Linked DNA regions of Ovis canadensis: region 2 is linked to region 1. The links are chromatin contacts, called in public Hi-C maps. All regions are on one chromosome and are shown on one strand. The core of a region is the stretch at or near the end of the contact, and the rest is flanking DNA. Distances in the headings are between cores, read along the strand shown. Region 1 holds the start of GGCX (gamma-glutamyl carboxylase). Region 2 overlaps RNF181 (ring finger protein 181).

Region 1 (3,487 bases), core at 665-3,164:
CTTGCTAAGTCGCTTCAGTCGTGTCTGACTCTTTTTAATCCAATGGACTGGGGCCCCGTCCATGGGATTCTCCAGCCAAGAATACTGGAGTGGGTTGCCATTTCCTCCTCCAGGGGATCTCCTGACCCAGGGGTCGAACCCGCATCTCCTGCATTGACAGACAGGTTCTTTACCACTTGCGCCACCTGGGAATTGGTTGAGTGCCTACTCTGTGCTAGGCATTATGCCAGTTGTGGGATGTCAGCCACTGCACCTCCCTGAGTCCATTCCCCATTTGTGAGAAGGGGCTCATAATATTTTGCAGGGTCTCAGAGAAGACTAAATGAAAGAAGAGTACAAAGTGCTATTGAAGCTATTCAGGTTTTGATGGTCATGTTTGTAAAGGTCTGTCTTATCGGCTACACAAAGTGCTCTGGGGTGATGCGCCCTCACCCTCTTTTACTTCCTGGCACAGCAGTATCTGGCCAGCACACTGGGGTAAACAGAAGGGCTACTCAGGTCAGGAAGCCAGCTCCAAATTAAGGCAGGATTTCTCAATCCCAGGACAATTCAGTTTGGCCTGGTTAATTATTTGCTGGAGGTCTACCCTGTGGTTCATAGGTCATTCAGCAGCAACCCTGATTTCTGCGTAGATGCCAGTAACCACTTCTTCCCCTCCCCCCACACCTAGTTGTGACAAATACAAATGTCTAGAGACATTGCCAAATGTTCCCTGGAGAGCAAAATCGTCTCCAGTTGAGAACCACTGGGTTAAGGAGAGTAATATCTCGGCATGTCTGTAACTCATGCCAAACATACATGCTGTGGCCTATAAGTTAGAAAGGTCTGGATTAGGCAGTCACAGCCTAAATGGCTGCTTTGTCACACCTGCCATTTCTCTGAAGTCTAGTCCTTAGCGTAGTTACTGGAAAACTTCATTCCACAAATAAAATGGGTTCCTGTTCCTCTGTCTCTGTATTTCCTGTAGCCTCGGATCAAAGCACTTCTGATCTCCAAGCCCTAATCAGAGGAGTCAAAACTGGGTTACAAAGAGTTCTTCCAGGATATTAGTCACTTCAGCTTTTAGAAAAAGGAAGGTTAGTCCACTAAGCAAGTAAGTAGCCAAGAAATGGACAAGGGACCATTGTCATTCTTTCACCCCCAACCACGCTGGCACCTCCCAGACACTGGACTTACCGAAGAGAAAACGGAAGACTGCCAGGCTTGCAGGATCCGTGGGTCTATTCAGCAGGGTCACCAGCCTCTCCCAGCTGGACACATCTGTCCACTCAAAACCCAACAGTTTCCCCATTTGGCTGCCCTGACGGGGCCCTGAAGTCTGTGCAGCCTTGTCTTTCTTTACTTTGTCTGCAACCAATAAATGGAGAGAGTTGCACGTGCACAGATGGGAATGGAGATGTTTTAAAAGAGAATCTTTCTCAAATCAGAGAAATCTCCGTCTAGGGCTTCTGCCTACCTGGGTTTTCCCACTGATCTCTGACTGCTCGAAACATCCCTGCAGTGCAGCCCCTCCTCCAGGATCCCCCAATGCCCCAAAACCTTTCTCAGACTGCAGCCCCCTAATCGCAAAGCGTCCTGAATGTCATCAACCCACCGCGAAACAGAAGACTGCAATCTCTCTCTACAAGACCCTTCCCACCCGAGGCTCCCTTCCCCAGGATCCGCAGGGCGTCCCTCCCCAACCCCTCCGAAAGTCGCGCCCTTCTCTGTCCGCCACAAGGCGGGGCTCTGAGCCTACCTGGGCCCCGCGGGGCCCGCGCGGGCCGAGCAGAGACCGCCATGGCCTCGGGGAGGTAGATATGCCACAGCAACAACCTCCGAGCCTGGGGGCGTCGCAAGGGGAGGCTCCCCTAAGCCCCGCCTCCCCGACACATCAGCACGCGCGAGGCCAGCCGGAAAGCGCTAAGACTGTCGTGAAGGGCCCTAGTCAGCAGCGCCGGACTCCCTGCTTGGCGGTAGAGGGCGGAACGAGGGGTCTGGGGGCGGGGCAACGAGGGGCGAGGGGGCGGGGTCAGAGCCCGCCTTCGCTGGTGACCGATGAGTGAAGGTGTGCGTGGACCTGTCTCTTTTTTGTCAAGTACCTAGTCTCGTCCCTGAGGCCTCCCGAGCCCTCTCCGCTCTATCAACCTAAAGAAGAGTCTCGGCGCCCACGACCTCCCTGGCTCCCTTCCCGCCCCTGTTAGGTCGCTGCAGATGTGTGAACGGTGCGGGCGCAAAAGTCAACTCTTCCCAGAGCGTTTCCCGCCCGGTTGAGGATGCACCTGGGAGGGCTGACCCGGCCTGGAACCACAGATTTGAAAGCAGCAGGAAAACCGGAACGACCTGACTGCAGAAGGAATGCAGAGTAGGGGCAGTAAGCAGAGTGTGTTTGATGGGGAAGGTGAGTCTTGAACAGCTTTGTAACATTGTTTCTCTGCCCTGGAATTGACAAGCAGGATGAGAGGAAGGCATCTTAGTGCAGGGGTTCTCACATTTTTTAGTCTCAATTCAGTTCAGTTCAGTTCAGTTCAGTCGCTCAGTCGTGTCCGACTCTTTGCGACCCCATGAATCGCAGCACGCCAGGCCTCCCTGTCCATCACCAACTCCCAGAGTTCACTCAGACTCGCGTCCATCGAGTCAGTGATGCCATCCAGCCATCTCATCCTCTGTCGTCCCCTTCTCCTCCTGCCCACAATCCCTCCCAGCATCAGAGTCTTTTCCAATGAGTCAACTCTTTGCATGAGGTGGCCAAAGTACTGGAGTTTCAGCTTTAGCATCATTCTCTCCAAAGAAATCCCAGGGCTGATCTCCTTCAGAATGGACTGGTTGGATCTCCTTGCAGAAATCCCAGGTCTGATCTCCTTCAGAATGGACTGGTTGGATCTCCTTGCAGTCCAAGAGGCTTCTCCAACGCCACAGCTCAAAAGCATCAGTTCTTCGGCGCTCAGCTTTCTTCACAGTCCAACTCTCACATCCATACATGACCACTGGAAAAACCACAGCCTTGACTAGACGGACCTTTGTTGGCAAAGTAATGTCTCTGCTTTTGAATATGCTATCTAGGTTGACCATAACTTTTCTTCCAAGGAGTAAGCGTCTTTTAATTTCAGGGCTGCAGTCACCATCTGCAGTGATTTTGGAGCCCCCAAAAATAAAGTCTGACACTGTTTCCACTGTTTCCCCATCTATTTCCCATGAAGTGCTGGGACCGGATGCCATATCTTCATTTTCTGAATGTTGAGCTTTAGGCCAACTTTTTCACTCTCCTCTTTCACTTTCACCAAGAGGCTTTTTAGTTCCTCTTCACTTTTTAGTCTCAGGACCCCTTTATGTTGCTACACACATTATTGAGAACCGTAAGAACCTATTTGCAGGTCAGGAAGCAACAGTTAGAACTGGACATGGAACAACAGACTGGTCCAAATAGGAAGAGGAGTACCTCAAGGCTGTATACTGTCACCCTGTTTATTTAACTTATATGCAGAGTACATCATGAGAAACACTGGGC
Region 2 (3,487 bases), core at 669-3,168, 36 kb after region 1:
CTGTATTTCCAGTTGTTCAGTTGTGTCTGACTCTTTGCTACCTCATGGACTCTAGCTAGGCTCTTCGGTCCATGGGATTTTTTTTCCCCGAAAGAATACTGGAGTGTGTTGCCGTTTCCTATACTAGGGGATCTTTTCCCAACCCAGGGATTGAACCCAAGTCCCCTGCATCTCCTACATTGGCAGGCGGATTCTCTACCACTGGGAAGCCCATACAGATGTAGCAGGTGGCAGGAAAAGGGAAGGGCTTTTTTCTTTGTGATGCCGAAAGGCGCAGAGTCACAAAGGATGGCCTGGAGTTTTCCCTGTGGGAAAGAGCTTTTCAAAGCTCTAGGACTTCACAGGGCTAGGGAGGCAGTGTCTTCAGGACACCAGGAAAGAGCACTGGGTAAAGGCCAAGTAGGAAGGAAAGGTCCTACCAAGAACTGGGAAGCAAGGCAGCCACTGCTTGAGCTACTTAACTGCATCTCAAACTCAAGTGTAGGTGGGAAGAGGAACTCAGGGTCAAGTGTGTAACAGAAGCAGTTCCTTGTTAGGGGGACTGAGGGCTACTGACAAAGAAACAAGAACAGACCCTCCAGTTGTGTGGAGCTGTACCCTCATGGAGCACGTTACTTCCGCTAGGCTCACCACCATCAGCCTTTCCTGGGAAAGATGAGGGAAGCCCCGGGTATTGTGCTTAGGTCTGCAACACTGCTTAGAGGTCCTGTGGAATTGGACTTGGGTTCTTACATATGTAAAAAGCAATAATGATACTTCTTGTTGTTCAGTCACTAAGCTGTAGCCAACTCTTTGCAACCCCATGGACTGCAGCATGCCAGGCCCCACAGTCCTCCACTGTCTCCCAGTGTTTGCCCAAATACATGTTTACTGAGTTGGTGATGCTATCTAACCATCTCATCCTCTGCCACCCTCTTCTCTTCCTCCTGCCTTCAATCTTTCCTAGCATCAGTCTCTTCCAATGAGTCAGCTCTTTGAATCAGGAGGCCAAAGTATTGGAGCTTCAGCAACCAGTCCTTCCAGTGAATATTCAGGGTTGATTTCCTTTAGAACTGACTGGTTTGATCTCCTTGCAGTCCAAGGGACTCTCAAGAGTCTTCTCCAGCACCACAATTCAAAAGCATCAGTTCTTTGGCACTCAGCCTTCTTTAAGGTCCAACTCTCATAGCCATCACAGAAGGCAATGGCAGCCCATTCGTGTTCTTGCCTGGAGAATCCCAGGGACGGGGGAGCCTGGTGGGCTGCTGTCTGTGGGGTCACACAGAGTCGGACACGACTGAAGCGACTTAGCAGCAGCAGCAGCAGCTCATAGCCATACACGACTACTAGAAAAACCATAGCTTTGACTATAATGATACTAGCTCCTGGATAATTGTGAGTATTTATATTTATACCCTGTGTACAACATAAATGGAATGATTCTAGTTGCCAAATAAATGATAGCTAGCAGCCAAATCATTTAGCACACACACACACACACACACACACACACACAGAGGCCTAGATCAGTTAAATTTGATCTTTGAGACTAAACAACAGTTGTGTGGAGTTTTTTGTTGTTGTTTTCCCCCTAAAGCTGCAACCTCTCCTTTCTTCCTCCAAGAGGTTCCTGGGTGCCAGAGATGCAAACTACTTATTAAATTCAAGCCACTAATTTTACAGAAGCTAGGGGAAACGCTGAGCAATGGGCTAAAAGATCACACAGACATATAGTTCCCTGAGCTGGTAAGGCCTCTATTCGGGTGGGGGAGTTTACCCCACCTTTTATTATTGTGCCTAACACAGCAGAACTGAATAGGAAAGTTTTATTTGTTTTGCGGGAGTCGAGGCGGCGTCAAGTGTCTAGTCCTGAACTGACTAGAGCGCAGCGGGTGCTGAACCGCCCGGCGAGGATGCGGCAGAGCAGCGAGAAGCCCCGACTCCAGGCTTCCCCAGGCTCGCAGAACCCTGACCCCTGAGTCAGCGCCGCCCTCTTTCTGAGAGGCCTGTAAGATCTGACCTGCCGAGATCCTCTGAGCCGCAGAGCGGATGGAGGACCCCTATAGCTCAAACACTTGGCTTCTCAAGATTATGCGATCCGCTCACGTCTCCCAGAAACCTACCCTAGACCGAGGGGTCCAAGAGGACCGTTTTCTGACCCACCTCGGTCCCTGCCATTGGCTTTAGCCCTTGGTCACCTGACTTATTCGAGCCAATGAGAGGTGACAAAATGAATACTTCCTCTTCCTATGTGGCGAAAGAGCCACTGTGCCCGCCTCTTGGGGACTCTGATTGGTTGTCCTCCCTCAACTCGCTAGTTTATTGGCCAGCGCCGCGAGACTGAGGTACGGCCGGGTCTGAGGGCTGTGTCAGACAGCCCGGCTGCCATGGCGTCTTATTTCGATGAACACGACTGCGAGCCGTTGGATCGTGAACGGGATCCCCGAACAAACATGCTGCTGGAGCTTGCAAGGTGGGTGTGTGGGGCTGGGAGGTAGGGCCCACACAGCAGGTGTCTGGGCTGAGGCTGGCTGGAGAACGCGGATTATGTGGGGCAGCAGTTTCTGGGTAAAACGGATAAATAATCTGCAGAGTTAATTCCGCAGTGAGATTCGGGGGGAAGTCGATAATTTCGGTCGTCCTTGGACAGACTAGAGCAAGGGAATTCTGGAAAAAGCGATCTGGAGTGTGGAAGAGGGGGTGTGCGAACTGGAGGGCAGTGGGCTTTAGGAGGTACTGAAGTAGGCGGGTCATGGGAGCAGGGGCCATGTGACTGTGAGTAGGTATATCCGTTAGGCACTTCAAGCACGGAAGCTACACTGCCACTTGGAATTTGGCTTTTTTGGGTCATTCCTGAGTGACCCGAATAATTTCTCTCTCTCGTGTAAAACTGGAATAAATAACCTGCATGCTTGGGGTTGTCTGATGGCCTGGGGTTGTCTGATAGCAGCTGTAAGCCATTTCCCACTGTGCTTTTTTGTCTAGAGCACTACTGAGGGGTAGCTATTAGTATGACTAGTCGGGCAGAGTATTTGTCTGTTAATGTTTAGTGGATTATGGGGGCAAAGATTCTTTGGTTCTGACCTTGCATCCTTCTTCCCAGGTCCCTTTTCAATAGGATGGACTTTGAAGACTTGGGGTTAGTAGTGGATTGGGATCACCACCTGCCTCCACCCGCTGCCAAGACTGCAGTTGAGAACCTTCCCAGGACAGTCATCAGGGGCTCTCAGGCTGGTGAGAACACTAAGTCCTTCCATTGATTCTTTGGGGCAGGTCTGCCAGGCTGACCAACTCTGGAAGCCAGATTACAGTCTGGCCCTTCAGTTTTCCAGGTCAGGCTGGGGCAAGTGTGTCCTTCAGGAGTGGGAGCTAGGAGGTAGGGCCTGTGGCAGCTCTCCTGATTAGCACTCCCTCCTCAAGAGCTCAAGTGCCCCGTGTGTCTTTTGGAATTTGAGGAGGCGGAGACCGCCATTGAGATGCCTTGCCATCACCTCTTCCATTCCAACTG

The links. Hi-C and Micro-C count contacts between places; a contact is called where the count stands out from the background.
Region 2: a Hi-C map of fibroblasts shows a contact between it and region 1, with 4 times the contacts expected there. The contact joins the enhancer-like site here to the promoter of GGCX in region 1. A contact is called at or near these places in 2 of 2 Hi-C or Micro-C datasets (fibroblasts and lung).

The regions. Positions count from the first base shown.
Region 1 is chr3:57,501,263-57,504,749 of ARS-UI_OviCan_v2, forward strand. GGCX (gamma-glutamyl carboxylase) reads right to left here and starts at 1,915. Exons shown (of 15, transcript XM_069583108.1): 1 at 1,739-1,915; 2 at 1,177-1,347. The coding sequence starts at 1,781. LOC138436875 (a long non-coding RNA gene) reads left to right here and starts at 1,995. Exons shown (of 2, transcript XR_011255648.1): 1 at 1,995-2,380.
Region 2 is chr3:57,537,478-57,540,964 of ARS-UI_OviCan_v2, forward strand. It overlaps RNF181 (ring finger protein 181), which reads left to right. Exons shown (of 6, transcript XM_069583170.1): 2 at 2,298-2,452; 3 at 3,083-3,213; 4 at 3,400-3,487. Among named protein-coding and RNA genes, the nearest start is that of TMEM150A, 7.7 kb to the right of the region's middle. Within about 2 kb of position 1,919, the one cell type or tissue checked has open chromatin away from gene starts, as enhancers often do. A contact at or near this core is called in fibroblasts, where this site is marked.